Linked DNA regions of Hordeum vulgare: region 1 is linked to region 2. A link is a contact called in public Hi-C data. All regions are on one chromosome and are shown on one strand. Each heading gives the region's core, a stretch centred on a gene start, on an enhancer-like site or on the middle of the called end of the contact. The rest is flanking DNA. Distances are from core to core; before and after follow the strand shown.

Evidence for each region. A called contact is a pair of places that touch in the nucleus more often than the background predicts.
Region 1: a contact with region 2 is called in a Hi-C map of leaf, with 2.8 times the contacts expected there. The contact joins the promoter of LOC123425721 here to the promoter of LOC123425720 in region 2. A contact is called at or near these places in 4 of 6 Hi-C or Micro-C datasets (leaf and seedling) and 1 of 1 datasets of contacts at active chromatin or transcription factors (embryo).

The regions. Positions count from the first base shown.
Region 1 is chr2H:174,373,294-174,376,970 of MorexV3_pseudomolecules_assembly, reverse strand. It overlaps LOC123425721 (equilibrative nucleotide transporter 3-like), which reads right to left and starts at 1,820. Exons shown (of 10, transcript XM_045109430.1): 1 at 1,572-1,820; 2 at 664-743; 3 at 453-557. The coding sequence starts at 705.
Region 2 is chr2H:173,927,889-173,931,404 of MorexV3_pseudomolecules_assembly, reverse strand. It overlaps LOC123425720 (histone-lysine N-methyltransferase SETD1B-like), which reads right to left and starts at 2,075. Exons shown (of 6, transcript XM_045109429.1): 1 at 811-2,075; 2 at 572-708. The coding sequence starts at 1,953.

The DNA.
Region 1 (3,677 bases), core at 571-3,070, 450 kb before region 2:
GGCATCTCAGTTTAAGAAGGTAGACAGTGTAAGGTAGAAATGATAAGCCGTGTCATTAAATGAGTGTAACTACTACTCCCTCCGTACCTAAATATAAGTCTTTTAAGATATTTCACTAGGTGTCTACATACGGAGCAAAATGAGTGAATCTATACTCTAAAGTATGTCTATATACATCCGTATGTAGTCCATTAGTGAAATCCCTAAAAAGACTTATATTTAGGAACGGAGGGAGTAATTCTTAATTTGCCCAAACAGTCCAAGCAAATCCAGAAGGACACTTTAGCTTATATAGAAAGAAGTGATAGAATTATGCTACTAAGTACTACTGGCTTCATTCAGATCATCAATTAAATAATCTATTGCAACATTCAGAGAAAGGAGACGAGACACATTTTTGCATACAGATTTCAATCAAAAATATCAAGTGAGTTTCACAAACAAACACATACCGGGAACAGAGAGACATAGTAATCCTCGATAGTAAGCATACTGTTCCAGGCAAATAAGCTTCCATTTCCCAAGAAAAAACAAACAACTATACCCCAGAACTTCCCCTGCCAGACACAGCCAAAAGTAGCAGCAGTCAGCACAAAACACTCAAATCAAAGTTGAGAACAGTGCAATAACCATCAGATGAACTTGCAGAAAGAAAGAAAATACCTTAACTGCAGCTTCCCCGCCACCTGCCACCTCGAGGCCCATGATAACCAAGTTCACCTGTCCAATCAAAGCAGGCAGCACTGCAAAGAGTTGTATGTAACTGGTTCAGAAATCAGGACTGAAAAAGGCGTGAAACTGGGTTTCAACACCTGAAGATTTCGTTCGTCAGAGTTTCAGAGAAAGAAGTGGACGTCTGCGCAGCCCAAGCAAAGACTTTGGCTCGACGACACAGTTCATTGCAATATGCTAGACACTTGGACACAACAAGAAACTAATTCATTTCTATAAAAAAACAAGAAACTAATTTCGGTATCCGACTTCATAGAAGTGTCCAAATCCGCAGGTATCTAAAACTGGAGTCTGAACCTTCACGGGCACCAATTCCCCAGTCACCTGTAGTAGTAGGAATCCGGGCATCGAGACCAAAAAAGTGGCCAATTCACGCCATGAATCCGATTTAGCGCCGTCAGGATTGGAGCCGTGCCATCTTCGTCTCGGCGGTGGTCTTCTTTGGGAACTCCATTACGGAGTGAACGCAGATCGGCCTCGTGCGAACACGACCGAACGATGATGGCCGGACTACGGAGTACGGACAGCACGCGGCAACCAATTCGGCAAGTAATAGCGCATTGATTTGGGATATATGATTCCTCGCTGCCGGAGAAAAGAAAGAATCGATCCCCAAGAAACCCGTGAAAGAAAATAACAACCCATCCAACTCCAATCAAACCACTAGGATTACTTGCCGAAAAAAAAAAAGAGAAACCAATCCAAGAGAGTCCAGTACCAGCCGGCCTCGTTTGTTGGACCCCGTCGCCGTCGGGTTGGAGGACAAAAAAAAGGAAGGCTGTGATGGGATGAGGAACTCGGGGAAGAAGAGGCAGGTTACGGGAGAGCAGAGCACTGACCGGAGGGAGGAGGAGCAACCACGGAGCGCGCGGCGGCCGGCGGTGGCGGCCAAGGGCGTGGAGAGGAGGCGGGATCTGTGTGGGCTTGTGGACCGTGCGGCCGTATATATAGTAGCTGTTGAGATTTACGAATGTCAGTTGAGATTTACGTGGGAATCTTTTAACTTTCGTTGACAGCTCGTTGGGGGGAATCTTTGAGTATCCTCCTCAGGCTAACGTGTATGACGTGCGGGCACCGGGATCAGTCGGCGCATGAGTTCATCCATCTGGGAGAAATCTTAAACGGAGACGACTTTATTTGGATAGGAAAGTCGGACGGCGTAGCCGTTCAGACGGTCTGTCCTGCACGTGTTCCCACTACGAGTCCACACCGGAGCGGGTCTGTGGAATTATTTTAATACTCTCCCTCCGTTCCTAAATACGGAGTATAAGTTTTTTAAAAGATTTTACTAAGAAACTATCCGAATATATTTAGACATACTTTAAAATATAGATTTATTCATTTTACTTCGTATGCAGTCTTTTATTGAAATTTAAAAAAAAACTTATATTTAGTAAGGACGGGAGTACTAAAAAGGGATCGGTGTGTTGCAACTTGCAACGGATGAGAAAAATACTACAATTCTTAACCCAACAATCATGACCTTAGACTCATATATTGCTCCGCTCATAGTAACACACTTCAATGTTGATGGTTTGTGCAAGCGAGAGCGTGCATGCTCCTTCCGCCGTTTGCCACTCCGGCGTCGGTGTCCACCCCCCGCTGCTGGTCACTCCGACCCCAGCGGCCACCTAAATCCCTCATCTTCCGATGGCTCTCCTCCCTTTCGGGCCGTCCTTCTCCCTGCTCGTGCTCATGGCGGCGAGCCCGTGTTCAGTCACCTCCTCCTCCCGTCGGTCTGGGGAGCGGTCGGTGGTATCGGGCCTCAGCCTCTCGTCGAGCTCCGATGGCTCGAAGGCCCGCGTCCCCCCGTCGTTGGTGGATCCCGTCCGTGAACCGCCGCCTGTTGTGGCTTCTGTGCAGTAGATCTGGACGCAGCCGTCGCCATCAAAGAAGTAGTTGTGGAGGAGGCGTCGTTGATTTGGCGAGTCCGCGATGCACGGCGCTCCGCCTGCTCGCGAGTGGAGCAAGGTTTCGCCGGAGATGGAGAGCCTCTACTTTCATTGCTTCGAGGAAGAGCACTTTCGCATGGACTGTACCAATCCCATGGTGTGCTTCCATTGAGGCAACCCGAGACACGGCTCCAAGGAATGCAAATGGCCTCACATCCCGTCCACGGAGGAAGAGCTTCAGCGTGAGGTGGCGGCTCGGGTGACTGGCCAGGACAAGGCACCGTCATGTCTCCCCGTGGGTAGGGATCCTATCCTGACACCTCCGCCGCCTTCGTGCCCGGCGCGGTTGAGGAATGGCCGCGTCTGTGCATCCCGCGTCTCGTGTGTGCGGTTCATGAAGAACTCGCCCCCATCAGAGATGTGCATCGCCCGACGCACCCGTTCCATGGCGGACTTAGAGGAAACACTGCAATTTTCGATGGTGGCTTTTGCGGGTGGTGCTCGGCATGACATCATGTTGGAGTTCGTGAGGGAGGCATTAACGGTGGTGGTCGGAATCGAGCCTGAATGGACCTCCTTTCACTCCTTCCGGCCGGAGTATTTCCTGATCGTTTTCTCCCGCTAGGATCACCGCAACTTGGTCACTACATGGCCTTTCATCGAGCACCGTGGCATCCGTCTATTCTTCAGGCAGTGGAATCGCCAAGCCCAAGTCGTTCACTCTGCATTCAATTTCAAGGTTGAGCTGGTTCTAGAGGGAATCCCATCGCATGCCTCAGATCGTGGTGTAGCTGAGGACCTGCTGGGCTCTTCATGTATGGTTGACACTGTGGCGCCGGAGAACTGCGCCAGGAGTGACCTCACGGCTTTCAAGCTTTTATCTTGGACGGCGGATCCTGACGGCATTCCCTCGCTCTATTGGCTCGCCAGACCGAAGCAGGGTTTGGTTGTGCCTTTGTTCGAGCCTACTCTTCTGCAGTACAGGGTTCTGATTCACATTCACAAGGTCTCAAACTATGGCGCTTGGGAAGAGCCTATGTTCTTGGCAGAGTG
Region 2 (3,516 bases), core at 826-3,325:
TTTCATTTTATTGCTGTTGACACTACTAATCAAATATCCAAATGATACATTAATCAGCTGAGGCCCAAACAGTATCAGATATTTCATAGAATAAAATTAAATATGAGTGTTTTCTATCATGCAGATCACAATAAACTACAGTGCATTACTGTAATTCAGGATTTCAGTAAAAAGGGGAGCTTACTCAACCAAATGTTTGCAACTACTTTTCCTCAGTTATCATTTATCAAATGGTATAGCACGCAAAGCCTACAGCAGAAAATGATTCATGAACTCAAGCAAATTTATGTCCCTCTCAGTCCCAACTCTTCTGCATCCACTAAATCACCAGATATGATGCAAACCTAAACCTCGACCAATCATTCTTCTACTGCCTCCATCCCATAATATAAGATGTTATTACAACCAACATGTGAGTATATCGGTTGTAATAACATCTTATTTGTGGGACAGATGGAGTAGTTAATCAGGGTAACCAAGTTATCATAGTTGAAAGCATGCATAAAGTCATTAATTCAGCAAGGCAACCAAGCAGGCAAATAATACCACTGACAAAGAATGAAAACCTAACCATTTATTGATGCAGCTGTTGCAGAAGTACTTGTTTTCACAGTTCTTGCACTTGACAACGCGTGCTACCTTCTTCAACCCACAACGGTGGCATGACATCTGTGCTGCCTTTGCTTTACTCATTGCATGAGGAACGACCTAGATCCATACAAAAATCAGCAATAAGAACAGGTTCAGCACAAAATTACACAATGCAAATCAAACTATCAATCAAGAATATTGAATGATTAGCTAGGTGACCTTCACAGGGCCAACAGGCACTGGCTCAGCATTCTTGGAACGGTAGCACCGCCGGAGTGGTGCGGGAATATCCACTCCAACCTTTGTAGTCACAGGGGAGCCTAGCGGCCCACTGCTCCCCGGTGAAATTGTCATCAATCCATTAGGGAGATCCCTTGTGGCCTTTGGTGATTCTGGCGCCAGATTTAAGCGCTTTCTTCCCTTTCTCTTGTTCTTCTTTTGCCGTTGGAGAGCCACGGCAAGGACCTCCCCATCGGCTGGCGGTTTCTTGCCCTTGCTAGCCTTGGCATAATGATACTCGCAAAAGCTGACAGTGGGGAGTGCACGAGCTGAGCAGCGCCACTTCTTACCATCACTTCTGCGGCACCGGAGGTTATCCGGCAGTGGCGGAGGAGAATCGCCACGTTCTCCTGCTTTGCGACGCCGGCGCCGACGTGAAGGCAGAGGGGTCTCCTCTTCCTCGTCATCCTCAGTAGGCGGGTCGGGTTTGACCACTCGCTTGCGGCGGCGGCTACGGGCTGGAGGAGAGGGGGGAGGGGATTCCTCCAGAGCGTCAGGCTCGGCATCAGTACCCTCACCTTCGGCTTCAGAATCCGCATCTACGTTCTCGCCACCAACCTCAGCGGCGTTGTCGCCGTCTGTGCCGGCGGCTTCTTCTTCGTCCTCGCCAACAGTCCCGGCAGCTTCCTCTCCACTCCCGCCGTCGGTCCGAGCGGCTTGCTCTTCATTCTCGCCGTCGGTTTCCTCTGCCTCCGCTTCTGGATCGGCTTCTCGGGCACCTGCCTTGCGCTCAGAGTCGCTCTGGGCGGCTTCCTCTTCGACCTTGGCCTCCGCCGCCTCGACCTTGGTCCCCGCATCTGCACCATTGGCTTCAGGTTCGGCGACCATCTCCTCGGCCTTGGTTGCGCCAGCTTCCTCTTCATGCTCCGCATCCATCTCCTCGGCCTTGGTATCGGCGGCTTCCTCCTTGGAGGCCTCGCCGTCCGTATCGTCAGCTCCGCTCTCAGCGGAGTCCTCGTTGGAGTTGCCGTCGTCGGCCTCGTCTTCGGACATGGCGTCGACCGCGGTCTCCACGGGCTCGGCGTCGCTGGCTTCGGAGTCGGGCTGGCCCCCGGCCCCTCCCTTAGAGCGGCGCGGAGGCATGGCGGCGGCGGCGGCGCGGGGCTAGGGTTCCGGCGAGGGATTTGGAGGGGATTGGGGAGATCGGAGCGGGGGTCAGTGCGGGTTACTGGTTCTGCGAGGGGGCTCTCCTCGATAGAGGGGGTGGGTTAAGGGGGTGTCAATGTGGGTCCCGCCCTCCGTGGGAGAGCGTCACAGGGTCGTCTCACGAGGCGGGGGAGGAGCGTCCGCGTCGGATACGAAAGTTTTTTTTTTTTTTTGAGGATTACGAAAGCTTTAATTGGAAGGTTATTATTACTCCTCTAAAAAAAGAAATAAAAGAAAGCTAGTTAATGTCAAAAGGAATGGAGACAGGGAAGGCGTCTGTGTCGTTCGATGGTCACTGCACGGGTGAGATCGTGTTGCGTGTATTTATTGTTGGGTATTTTTAGGGGTGAGCTGGATCGCGTTGGCGGTCCATTAAAGATCTCTCTGTTATGGAACATGGGCCCTCATTCACAAGGGTTCAGCCCATTCCCTGCTGCATGCAAGGCCCGGTCCAGCCGTCCAGGGAAGCTACAGCAAAATTACCTCACCATTCCGACACACTACGAATTTGATAACGTTACCCTCTGTGCTTGAAATAAAACAAAATAATAACGTAACCGTTAAAAAATTTCATCTCCAATTTATTTCATGTGAATTTTTATCTTTTATTTTCATTTTATATAATTAATTTTCATGTAAGTTTTTCCCTTCTCTTTCATGTACTCCCTCCGTACCTAAATATAAGTTTTTTAAGATATTTCACTAGGTGTCTACATACAAAACAAAATGAGTAAATCTATACTCTAAAGTATGTCTATGTACATCCGTATGTAATCCATTAGTGAAACATCTAGAAAGACTTATATTTAGGAATGGAGGAAGTATTGCGTAGACGTTTGCGCTTTTCATTTTTGTTTTTTCTGACAAGTCCTTTCTATTCTCGGTAAACATATTTATTCGAGGTGCCACTTTCATCAATAACATTTACTCATTCCTGTCCTTTATACTACGCATATAAGATTTGTGTCAAGTGAAACTTTACAAAGTTTAATCAAATTTATATTAAAAAATATTATCATCTACGATACCAAGTATGCGTAATATGAAACTACGTTCCATAAGAATCTAATGATATTGATTTGGTATTATAAATATTGATATTTTTTGTTATAAGTTTGTTCAAATTAAAGATGCTCTCACTTACAATTTTGGATTTTTTTTTATTTTGTTTCTTAAACAGTTACTTTTTCATTGTAGTCATTTTCTATCGTTGTATTTAGCAATAGTCTACATTTTGACATTATGGATCCATATAAGCGGTTGGATGCTCTATTTAGAAACACCACTCGTTAGTTGCAAGCTTAGGGTCAGCATTGGGTTGGCAGTGTTCAAATGCAAATTGTGTGGTATTTTTTTTGGCTAGAGGTGGCTCGGGAGACCCATGTTCTCTCTAACATGGGAGTTTAGATGTGTGTTACCCTTAAACATTATGTTCTTGGACTTCCAGGAACGTGCTATTGCTAAAAAACGTTTGAGGATTTTGTGGTTAACGAAAGGGGA